2 separate regions of the Mus musculus genome follow, and region 2 is linked to region 1. A link is a contact called in public HiChIP or PLAC-seq data. All regions are on one chromosome and are shown on one strand. Each heading gives the region's core, a stretch centred on a gene start, on an enhancer-like site or on the middle of the called end of the contact. The rest is flanking DNA. Distances are from core to core; before and after follow the strand shown.

Region 1 (6,407 bases), core at 2,269-4,768:
CCCCCTCAATGCTAGTGTTGAGGGTGAACATTGCCACACTCAGATCTTATGCAGCTGCTGAGAATATAAATTTGGGTCTCCTGCGTATGTGGCAAGGACTTTAATGACTGAACCAGTCCCTCTGGGCCCCTTTCCAGGGCTACCTGCCTCTTTCCCTTTCTCTAAAACTTATTGGCTCTTTAGGAACTCAGCTAAGTGCACAAAGACAGACACTGACCCTCAGGCCCTCAGTCCTAGAGTACAGTATAGCAGGCAGAGTTAAAGGAAAAAAGAACATGACAGCTTTAGATTGGGAAAAGCCTCTGAAAAGGTAAAGCCAACATGGTGTGGTGAACAATGAGTTACTGGAAGTGGGCAAATGTACAGGGCGCAGTCCCAGCGGGCTTCCAAGAGGAAGTGATATTTGAGTTGAGCGTGAGTGTTGGAGCGTCAATCAACTCAGAGTTCAGGAAGCATGTTTCAGGTCATCGGCATGTCAGATATAAAACTGTACCTTAGAGACAAGCAAGTACAGACAGGAATCAGTCCAGTGTGACAAGATGGCATTGAACTATCAGAAAGATAAGAACCGGCATCATAATGGGGCCATGGGCCAGCCAATGCAAAGAGTCAAATCTGCCCTGCCAATCCTGCTGATCCAGGCTTACCTGCCCCTCTCTTTATCTCTCTGCTATTTACTTTGCTTTTAGTCTGAGTTACGCTTTCTCCCTTAGTACTAAGACAATAAGAGACACCACCACGGAAATATAAGCACTGAGATTCCAGGGTATAATGGAGCGCTAAATGCCAACGGGCGGGTGTGTGCAGAATTTTCCTTGTCTGTGCCAAGGGACACATATGCTTGCTACAAAGTCTGTCAGAGGCAACAGAGAGAAAAAAAATCAGGGTGCCCAACTGAACTGGAGTTGAGTGTCTCTAACTCACACAATGAGAAAAGGACCCTCCCCCCTCTGCCTTCCTTGAAAGGAAAGCTGTCAAGAGGGAAGCCCTATCATAAAATCATGATCAGAGGTTAAGGTTGTCTTAAAGACCCTGACACAAGAGCTGAGGGCAGCTGTGGCACAGTTGGTAGAGTGCTTGCTTTGCATGCATGAAGGCCTGGCATCAAACTCCAGTATTGCATATATCAGATATGGAATCTCAGGCCTGTAACCCCATGACTCAGGAGGTGGCGTCAAGAGTATCAGAAGTTCAAGGTTACATCTGGAGTTCAAGGATAGCTGGGTTACGGGAGAGCCTGTCAGCAACCAAGCAAGCAAGCAAGCAAGCAAACCATGAAGAGGGGAGGGGAGGGGAGGGGAGGGGAGGGGAGGAGAGAAGAGAAAAACCAAAGACTCTGGCCAAATCCCAGACATGTTGTATAAACCAGCCAGGGTCAACAAATACCTATCAACATATTTTTTTGTTATGAAAGGGAAAAATCCAACTTCTTGTTCAAAGCCAGTGTGATAAATAGTAAGCCCAGAGCAGAGCTGGACTTGACAGCAGCAAAGTGAGAATGACTGAAAACCCAAAAACTTTACCGTGTGCGGCTTTGGGGCACCGACAGCTCTGTTTGAGTTTGGCCCGGCATCAAGACATGGCCAAGAGGGTGAACAGTGGGTCGTCAGAATGGTGACATAAGCAAATGCTCATGGCTGCTGTCTACTTCATTATGACTTTGCACATTTTATTCTTTTTCCAGAATGCAACCAGACTTCTGGTGAGACAATGATTTCTTTAAAAATGCAATAATAGTCTTGACTAGTGTGATGGTTTGTATATGCTCAGCCCAGAGAGTGACACTGTTAGAAGGTGTGGCCTTGTTGGAATAGGTGTGTCACTGTGGGTGTGGGCTTTAAGACCCTCATCTTAGCTGCCTGGAAGTCAGTATTCTGCTAGCAGCCTTTGGGTGAAGATGTAGAACTCTCAGCTCCTCCTGCACAATGCCTGACTAGATGCCTTAATGATAATGGAGTGAACCTCTAAACCTGTAAGCCAGCCCCAATTAAGCATTGTCCTTATGAGAGTTGCCTTGGTCAGAGTGTCTGCTCACAGCAGTAAAGCCCTGACTAAGACAAACAGTGAGCACAGAGGTAGCTCCTCCCTCATGGAACCATCGTTGTCAACCTCTGTCTAGCACCATGCTGTTCACTTTGTCCTGGAAGTCTTCTACTTGGGCTCTCCAGCCAGCCAGAGGACAAGTCCTTCTACTGCTCCCACTGACTCCACCCCAGGGGAGTCCAGTCCATGTCTGGTCCTGGTTTAGATTCTTAGGCTATGTTAGGCACATGTGTTCTTTAGTTAATAAATCTTGCTTTTTTTCTTAGCACCTCTGACACCCCAGGCTCCCTCGAAGTGACAGAGAAAAGCTGGCCAGAAATTCTGACATCAAGCCTGTGAATGAGAGGATCTGAAGCAAACAGTTCTCTTCAAGCTAAGGCTTGCGTAGCCATACCCTGGCAGGCAAGGATCAAAGTGGAGGATCTGGAGGCTGCCATGAAGGTGGCTGCCATGTCTCATGGGTTCCATCTTCCTAGCACACATTGCCACATTGGGGACAGTGCACACAGGATGGAGACTCAAATAACGAAGAACGCTTTAAAGGGGTGGGAGAGAAACCTCACAGAACGGTAAGAAGGAAACACAGATACTTGGCTAGGGCGCTCCGTGGTGCAGGAGATATGGGTGGAGTGCAGTTGGATGTTAACGTCCTTGATTCAGTAGGACAGATGGTTAAGAGATGGAAGTTGGGGCCCCTACACCACCTAACTACATGCTGCTGGGGATAAGGCTGTTATATGCAGCTGTAATAAGCTGCCCCGTGTCCATGTGTTTCCCTGTACTAAAGATCAGAAGGGACCCAGAGATCATTTCCACCATCCTTAGAGACAGCAGCCAGGAAGCCATCACTACCTGATCCTTACCTAGGGAGGAAGTCAAGGCCCATTCCCCCCCCCCCCCTCCGCGTACCTCCAGCTTATACTCCAAAGCAGCCGATCCAGTCTCGCTGTTGCAAGTCATCTTGACAAATTCTATCCCCAAATACTAGAGCCTGACTCTCTAAAATCTCTTTTGGAAGATGTAATTCTCAAACATGGGGTTCTCAACATTATTAATATCCCTACACTCCCTGACACTTGGTAACAATGGGAGCGTATTTTGTAGGAAGAGATGTTACCTTACGATCCCCGGAGCTCACATCCAGCTGACTCGGGTGCATGGACCAAAAATAGAAACCAGCTTACATACCCTTCCATTTTTAGGGAAGGTGAAGACATGGATTTCGACACTTGATTTTCTTAGCTCTGGGAACACTGTAGGCTAAACTGCTTGGCCCCGAGGGACTCTTTCCTATTGGAGGCCCTGGGCAGGGTGATAGATTTAAAATTTATTCCTGACATCCAGTTGACATGGGATTTTAAAAACGTGTTTAATATTGCACTGGTCGCCACTTCTGCCCTCAAAGAGTTCAGCTGCCACTGGCTTCTGGTTCTCGTTCCTCATTCTGTGGTTTCGTCGACTTCAGCCTCAGTCTATTGTCTGACTTGGGTGCTGGTCTCTAGGCAGGAAGAGACAGTGAACAGGATGGGGGCAAGGCAAGCCGAAACACACCCCGCCTCCTGATGGTACCCTTACGGGGAAGGCATGTGCTGGGACAACAAGCACCGTATCCTTCTTGCATCCTTCCCTGTGCCCTATCAGTGCCTTGTGGGGTCAGTCTGCAGGCTGGGGAAGCCCTAGGCTTGGAACACAGGCAGGCTGATGGTTTGTTTTCCACCCGCAACTTCCTTTTGAGTCAGGCATCTCTTTGAGACAGGATGACAGGTGGCCTGCATCTCCCCCTCTCTCCTGAACTTTGAGAAGCAGGTAGGACAACAATGGGACAACCCCTAGAGGCCAAAATCTATTATGATATTATACTGCCTGAGGTCCTTGAATATGTTATCAGGATACAAAGTTTGCTGTGAATTTGGGAATATAGCGGATATTCCACTCAAACAAAAGGCACTTGGAAGGGTGCAGTGAGAGTTTGCTGAGTGGGACCCTGCATAAGGACCTTTCATAAAAAGCTGGGTTCTTTCCTGTGCTCCAAAACCTGTAAGCTGTGTGGTTTTCAGAAAACGACCCGAATTCTCTGAATCTTTGTTGTGCTTCTGTGAAAGGGCAATTAGGACTGTTACTCACCTCCACTGCAAGGATCTCAGAAGCGCTGCCTGTGAACACACATGCACTCACGTGTTCCTGAAAAATCTCCCGAGTTAAAGGGACTGACCCCCCTCCATCTTTGCTGATTACCACTTGACTGCAGATTCTCCAGGAGAATAACAGGAGCATGGGCAAGCCTCACTAAGGAAAAGGAGGGGTGTATAGGTCGACACAGTATAGCTTTGTTCTTCCTTCCTGCAGCACCCCCCCACCCCATCCATAACAGCAATACAAGAGGTCAATTGATGGGTTTAGGATCCAGTGGACAGGTAAGAGACTCAAGGAATGGGGATGTCATTGTGCATGAAGGGTATTGAGTCTGTCAATACCCACACTATCATTAACAAACCATTTGTATACATGCAGTATTTGTGACGTGGGCTATGCATAGTGACCAGAAATTGCCAGCACAATCAAGGTGACCCTTTCTGATGTCCATATTCAGAAGACAAATCTCTTGTCAGACCAGAAATGCATAAAAACGGATTACAACTGGCAAACACATAAAGAAAATATATATCGTCACATGGCATATCTGAAACACATGTAATGCATTCAAGAACATTCTATGATGTCGGGGTATATGGTACAGATCCAAGATGAGGAACAGAGAGGGATCATCGGTGTGTCCAACTCTGAGGAGGCAGTCAGTCAGTGGAAGGTCTTATATGTCTCAATACAGAACTTACAAATAATTATTAAAACCTAGAAATCTCAGGAAGGTGACCAGTAAAAGGCTTGCCTTCTTAAGCATGAAGAACTGGATTCTGTCCTTAGAAACCCCCAACCATTCACCAAAAAGCCGTGACAGTTCGTGCTCCTAACTTCCTGGCTAGGGTGTCCCATGCTGGGTTGCTAGAAACAGTGGTTTCCCCGTGGTTGTCTAGGCAACCAGCCTGAGCAGCGAAACCCCAGCCACTGAGAAAGCCAACCTGGAAAACAGGACTGCTGGCTCTTGAAGTAACCCCTGAAGTTGACCTCTGACCTTTACCTACTTGTGCACACCCGTGTTCATGCAAGAGCACATGTGTGCACTTGCACGTACATGTGCAGACACACACATATACACACACCAATCTTCTCTCAGCAATCCCATTCCCAGCTAACCAATCTAATTCCATCTAACCATGAAATTTGCTAAACTTAGTTACAAGTTTCAACTGGCACCTGCGATGGCTAGGGTTTTGGCCTATATGCAAGTCTGTGAGACTTGTATTGACTGATTGATTGATGACAGAGGGCCAGCCTATGGCTGATGGCACCACCCATGAGTGGGTAACCCTGAGCTGTTTAAGAGATGAACCTGAAAGTACGGTTAAGAGAAAGGCAGCGAGCCACATTTCTCCATGGACTCTGCTTCACGCTCCTGCCTTCAGTTCCTGCCTCAGTTTCCTTCAGCGATAGACTGTAACCTCTAAGATGAGCTAAGCCTTTTCCTCCTCAAGTTGCTTTTAGATGGATTAAGTTTGTGACACCAACAGGAAGTGACCTATGACATACAGGTGTTATGGACAAACTTAGGTCTTCTCACGTGCGTTATGCTTTTCTGACGGAGCTGTCTCCCTGCCTGGGTTTCTCAGAACTTGGAAATGCTTACACAGGTCATGCTGATGGTTGTCATGGACACATGTCCTACTTTTTCCCTGTGAATTGATTCTCTGCTGGACCACCTTTGAAGGTGGTGGCATCCAGTAACTCATTGCCAGACACAGGACTGGGCACCAGGATGCAGGGGTGGGTGACAAGATCAGATGGAACAGTCAAGCCTAGAATGGTTTTACAGACTGAAAGTGCAACAGTAGTTTGAGTCTGCAAAGTATTATAGCTACCAAAGTAGCCCAGCAATAGATGAGATGCTAATGGGATTCAACTATGACTTCTATGCTTATCTGTTGGCATGTTCCTTGCTAGAAATGTATTTTGTCCAATAAGAATAGTAGTGGATATTATAGCTTGGATGGATAATAAAGAAAAAAAAAGACCTTGATGGAGCCTCTGTAATGTCACCTCCCTCTCCCTGTCACTTCTTTGTTCACTCTGGTCACACTGGCCTTCTCTTTTTAGCTAAGCACATCCGTCATTCAGGGGACTTGTTTGCATGGTCTCTTTGTCTCAGCTGTTCTTCCCTTTAGCCTCAGTATTTGGGTTGGTGTCCTTATTTATTCTAATCTTATAGAAATGTCACAGGCTTGACCATCATATCTGTAAGGGGAGTGCTG
Region 2 (6,213 bases), core at 917-3,416, 830 kb before region 1:
AAAATGGCTTAGCAGGTTGACCAGTTGATCCAAGGGAGCTGGTGAGTGCCAGGTGGGGGAGGAAGTAGGTAGATAAAGGCATTTGTGTTAAGTTATGAAAAAATGGCAGGTATCCAGTAAGATGCAGAAGAAAAGTGCTTATGAGACAAAGAATATCTGGATTTGTAGCCACTCTTGCCACATCCTCTAAGCCTGAAGAGGGGAAGGGAAGACTGGTTTATTTCATTTCACACTTGGGGGAAGGAGGACTCAGGGCAGGCATCTACGCTGGGCGTCTGCCAACTTTTGGAACAGGATGTGTGGGCTGTAAAGAAGAATGGGCAAGAATTGGTTTTCAAATAGGGTCCTTGGAAGTTATCAGTGAATGGGGAAGTGATTTGCTGGAGAGGGCTTGCTAGGATTTGGGGAAACAATTACTTCTGGGGCACAGGGACAAGGGCATGAATTCCCAACTTCAAAAGGGAAACAGCAAAATGAAATAAAGGTGCAGGTTCATTTTGCAACACAAGGGGGCGCCAGGATCTCTGCTTTTTCCCTTTGCATCCGGTACCCCTAACAAAGATTTGTTTCTGCACTATTTCATTATTAATGTTTCTCAGATGGCTGAGGGACTTGCTTCATCTGTTCGGTCTGACGCTTATCTCACGCCTGTCTGTAATGTCCTAATGTTTTCATAATGTGCTCTGATAAAAACCCTCCCCTAACCCAGTTAATAAAAATTGACAGATTATGCGAATACTTGAGGTGGTTTTTTTTTTTTAATTCTTGTACAGAGAACTGAATTGGACTGTGAATCCATTAAGATGGAATTGCCAAGTACCATATGATTGACTGATAGTCATCTGTATTGTACCTTTCTTTTCCCAATTTAATAAAAAAATATTACATTTTAGAAAAGCTTTTGATTCTAAACTTCAAGTGCAGCTCGCTGACAACGCTCTCTACAAGGGCTGCGTCTTTGTAAGCAGCTGGAAGACAGTGTACACTATGAATGCCCACACACGTGTCCAGATATACTCTCACACACGACTCTGTGTTCGTGAACATTCATACTGCAAACTCATATAGGCAGGAATACATTGGTGTGCACATATGATCAGTTCACAGCCTCTGCCCTAGCAAACCAGGTTTGACCTCCAGTCTTTCATAAGCCAATTAAAAGAGCCAAATTAATATTAAAAAACAGATTCTTCCATGTGGCCACACTGGGAAGAGGGAGAAAGATTCAAGAGTCTCTCCTGCCTCCCACAGGCTGCCTTCAAGGTCCTTCAAGTCGAAAACAGGACTGCATAGCCAAGCAGTTCAGCCCAGGGGCGGTTCCCTGCTCACCTCTACCTCAGCTCCAAGTCTCTCCTAGGAGCAGTGATGCTCTCTCCAGTAAACTCCTCCTCCAGCCCTCTCCTCCCTCCCTCTCCATCCCCCACCCCCACCCCAGGGCTTCAGCCTTTTCCTTCTCCTCCTGGGGTCTCCTGGGGAAATTTTAACTTTCTGAGATTGGTTGTTTCCATAGTCTATAGTCAAAGAGGATCGCGGGTGTCCCTTTAGAATATATTCATTCTTGCCAGACTAGCAAATTTGCACACACACACACACACACACACACTGGCAGGTTTTACACACACATGCACGCTCATGCACACACACACACACACACACACACACACACACGCACGCAGAACATGAGACTGTCTCACAGGGGTCAGAAATAAACATTGCCATCTATCTTGTCCTAGCGTGAATGAGAGCACAGGAACCACACCTAGGACAGAACAGACTGGAAAACTGGTAAATGTATCCAGAGAGCAGCCATGTCTGTGAGGCCCCCAGATATGGAGGAAGTAAGGCAGTGTGGCCTGGGGCCTGGGGCCTGCCAGCACACTGACTGGATTCTGGGTTTCAAATACAGATCAGCAGTGGTTTCCTTTAAGCTAAACTTGTTTCCTGGATCCTCAGGACCTGATTTGGAAATCACTGTCTGTTCCTTGCCGGGTTCAGAGTCCCGTACCATGCTAGAAGGTTTTGCTGGAAAGATTGGGGTAGGGTGCTAAAAGCACCTTGGGAAAACTGGAAGAGGGGGAGAAGTGGCCACACTACCCAGTCCTTCTGAGTTGACACCAATGAGACCAGCCAGCTGTCAGTTCCTTTGTCTGCAGATCCCTGGGGGTGACGCCTGCTGTGACCTTTTGCCAGCCTCTGGGCTAGCTCAGCCTGTAGAGGAAGTTGGCCAGTTTCACCTTACAGGGCACCGGCGCCTCAGGCTGAGATGAGAGACATTAACAGGCAGGATTGGGAGGCGCAGAAGCAGTGGGGAGTGACTGACTCTGGCCACCAGGCAATAGCAACCTCCAGTTTCTAAATTGGGATGGGAGAGGGGTTGTCTGAGAGAAGCTCAGCAAAGCCCCTCCCGGGTGTTTATTCCTGGTCCCTCCCTTCTCCTAGGCTGAAGAAGAGGGCACTCTTAATGAAATTGTGGTTTGCTTTTGTTTTTATGAAGGCCAGGAAATTTAAGCCACAAACTCAGTGATTTATTGCTGGGACCGTAAACCCAGCTGTAGTTTAAGAAGCAAGTTTTGTGCTTCCTGTGAAGGTTGCGTTTTCCGTTGCAATCCTTTCTCTGATGCAGAGTTCACTAACTGCCCCAGCAAGGCACTCCCTAAATCGCACAGAAAGTTCACAGGACAAAGAGGGGGCAAGAAACTGAGAGCTCGGCCCACAGAGCCCAACCAAGCTCTGGCAGGTGGAGTGAGGAGTGAGAAGCAAACCTGACAGGCACCGAAACAACCCAGAATCCTAGCCCCAAAGAAAAACCAAGTAAAGACGTGCGTGCGGGAGGAGAGGGACAAAGGTGCCCGTTGTCACCATGAGTCGGTTAATGATTCGCTGATTTGTTTGTAGGTGCTCAGGGAAGTGTCTCCTCTCTCTTGCCAAGAAGACGTGCCTTTCCCAAGGATGGAGCTAGTGAGATGAGATGCCCGGCATTGTGCGTGCAAGTTACACACACACACATGCAAGTGCACACACACACACACACACACACACACACACACACACACGTGCATGCATGTTCTCAGTGATGCCTCCCAGTTCCTGCTGACAGAAATTGTTTGCCTAATATCCATAAAAGAGTTCACTCAAAGGAGCAGTTGTTCCCAGCAGCCCGAGGCCACTCTTGGATTCATCCTGGGGAGGGGGGCGGGGGGGGGGGAAGGAGCCACAAACCTAAAGAGCTGCCAAAAAATAGGAGGGGAAAAAGAAAGCCAGAGAGAGACTGTTTTGTTTGTAGCTCATTAAACACAGGTCTCTCTCTCTCTCTCTCTCTCTCTCTCTCTGTTTCTCTCTGTTTCTGTTTCTCCCTCCCTCCCCCTCTTCTCTCTCTCTCTCTCTCTCTCTCTCTCTCAATCCCTACCCCCCAAGCACCATGCAAACAGTCAAACAATCCAGATATAGTCCAGACACACACACACACCCAGAGCAGTGGGGGTCTCATTAGATTTTAAAAGTCCAGAACGTACCCCTCTGGCTCCCCCCAAAGTCCCAGAAGAAGGCTAGGTGTCCACATCCAGGACTTGCAGGTGTGGTCTCTTCTGTCCCAGAGCCCCAGCCAGGTCCTGGAGCAATAAACTGGAGCTTAGGGTGTAGCTCAGAGCTACAGTACTGGCCCAGCACAAACGGGGCCTTGTGTTCCATTTCCAGCGGTACAAGGGTGGAGGGGCAGCAGCGTGGTAATGAACACAAATGGAAGAGAAAATCCTTCCCTGTCCTGCTTGTGAGGAAGGAGAGGGAAAGGGCAGCAGTTACCCACTTTCCCACGGTGCAAACCCCAAGATTAGGGCTGGGTTGCTGACGGGGCTCAGCTTCAACCACTCTCGGCGTTCTCTTTAGAGCCCTTAAGTAAGCAGTTTGGCACAGTGTGCAGAGTCGGGTTTGTCCCTGGTCAGGACTGTGTTTACTCTGTGGATTGTGGAGCAGCGTGGGCCCCTGAAAGACTGCCTGTTAGCAACAAGGGGGGAAAGGACAGCAAGCAACGTCCAGACATTGATTCTTCAGTCTGTAGTGGAGGCAGAGACACTGGGCCAGGGGTCGATTCTCCAGAGGTTAGACTGTTTTTTTGTTTTTTTTTTTGGCTTCTGTGTAGCCACCCATAAAGCTACCTCCCGCTCCTCTGCACCCTGGGGCCTCTCACTTGCCAGGCGGAAGCCAACCACATGATTTAACAGAAACCAGGATACAGGTCACGCTGCCTGACAGGATCGCACACACAGCCTTCTTGATGCGTTTATCTAAGTTTCAGCTGTGTGCCCTCTCCCCTTCCCCCCTCCATTCCCCCCCTTCGTCCCCCACCTCCCTGCGCGGACTTTAAGTGTTTCCTTACATCTTCTTAGGAGCTGATTGGCAGGGACCCTGTGTGCATTTGTTTCAGATTTCCAAATAGGTGCTTCCTGACAAAATGGCCCCAGCTGGCAACTATTGCCTTTGAAGGAGCTCATGTCTTGGGAGTGACACCATCATTCAAACGCCTTTTACGTAATCCGACCACATGGGGGCGCCCAGGAACTGGGTTCCGCAGACTGACCAAGCTGCTTCCGACTATATTGCCTACCCAGGAAATTGAACCAAGAGTCTGTCTGTTGACTAACTTCCAGAATACTGTCAGGTTTCACTAAGAAAACGGGAAGAGTTGAGAGAAACCGGGCAGGTCAGTTGCTATCTATGATCCCCACAGCCCTTCAAACAAGGAGGAGCCAGGTGAGATTTCTGGTCCTTTCTGTCCCACCTTGCAAGAAGCTTTTGGGAGAATGTGTGGTTGCCAAGCATTCGAGCAACCTTTGACTGCTTCTATAATTTCCCACAACCTGCGCCCCCCCTACACACACACACACACACACACACACACACACGTGCACGTGCACGCGAGTACGCATGTTATCGGTCGGGTGAATTAGCATCTCTGCTTCCTACTGTAATAAGGAGATAGCGATAGTGGGCTTGCAGTGATCACCATTAACAGTGCAGTGGGTCTCACACAATCAGTACTCAGTAAAATAGCAGCCATTCCTGCACAGGAAAGCCGGAGTCTAAGAAACAGAAGCCCCCTATTCCCATGAACAACTAATACTAGCCAAAAGGGTATTTATTTATCTGACGCATGGTGTTTGCGACAGCCTTGGCTTTGGTTCTCAGAGATTGTTCTGACTTGACAATGAAATGCATCCTTACATATAACAGGTGTTGTGCCACAGCCTGGCTCTGGTCCCGAAAGGCTTTGCTCTGCCTTGTTCTATGGGTTAACTTTGGACTACAACTAGTGACAGGTGATAAGTGCCCTTCTAGGCAAGGGGATTATGGGATTATTAGAATCAGTTTCACCTGACTGTTTGAGTGAACTCGGCCTTGAGAAGGCAGCTACGATGACTACAGCAGCTGACAGGAATGCCCAAACCAACCACGCCTATGAAGTTTCTGCTAACAGGACCCGTGTGAGCCAAGGCTCAGCCACCACAGCACCGTCGTTAGGCGCTGGGCTTCTCTAGGTCACTGCCTCTCTGTGCTTCATAGACACTGTCCGGTGGTCTAGCATGGGCCTAGCAGGTGCTCAGTGAATGCCATTTGAGCTGCTAGATTGATGGGCCCACTAGGCCTGAGAGTGGGTGAGCATATGCGCCGGTGAGCTTCGCTCCGCTCCAAATGTTTGATCATGCTAATCACATCTATGTACCAGGTGGCCAGCTCAGGGGCTCTCGGTCGTTTGTCCTGAACCAGCAGATGCCGCACTGACAGAGAAGCTTAATAGGGATACAGGGCCCTCACACTCTAATCCAGACACTCTGACCTAAAGTCCCCAGAGCGGGACCCAGCCACCGGTGTCCCTAAGGAGCCTCCAGGCAGTTCCAATGTAGGAGAAATTCGGAAAACCCCTGAGAGACCACACCACGAAGCACCCACTGGGTGTGTGGTCTGAGAATGAAGATACCAGGAGCTAGCATGGACCCTCACTAGAAGTCAGGTGCTGTGCAGTCAATACTTTGTTTACTCCCCCATTTTACAGATTAAAAATAACTGAGCCCAAAGAGAGTAACAACGGTGTTGACCCAGGCTGAAACCCAACCAAAACCATTACTTTTATGTTTCAGAGACAGAGTCTCAAGTATACTGGGCTGGCTTTGAACTCATTACGTAGCCAAGGATGAGCTTAGACTTCCGATCTTCCTGGCT

The links. HiChIP or PLAC-seq counts read pairs in DNA pulled down with a chosen protein or histone mark.
Region 2: a contact with region 1 is called in an H3K27ac HiChIP or PLAC-seq map of large pre-B cells, with 7 times the contacts expected there. The contact joins two enhancer-like sites. A contact is called at or near these places in 2 of 39 promoter capture datasets (hippocampal neurons and liver), 1 of 15 datasets of contacts at CTCF or cohesin (large pre-B cells), 1 of 115 datasets of contacts at active chromatin or transcription factors (large pre-B cells) and 1 of 9 other capture datasets (liver).

What each region holds. Positions count from the first base shown.
Region 1 is chr2:169,517,257-169,523,663 of GRCm38.p6, reverse strand. No RefSeq gene overlaps it. Among named protein-coding and RNA genes, the nearest start is that of Gm34112, 25 kb to the right of the region's middle. Within about 2 kb of position 3,518, at least 18 of the 459 cell types and tissues checked have an H3K27ac peak or open chromatin away from gene starts, as enhancers often do.
Region 2 is chr2:170,341,669-170,347,881 of GRCm38.p6, reverse strand. Bcas1 (breast carcinoma amplified sequence 1) reads left to right here. Exons shown (of 13, transcript NM_029815.2): 13 at 1-891. Among named protein-coding and RNA genes, the nearest start is that of Gm39999, 7.2 kb to the right of the region's middle. Within about 2 kb of position 2,166, at least 166 of the 459 cell types and tissues checked have an H3K27ac peak or open chromatin away from gene starts, as enhancers often do.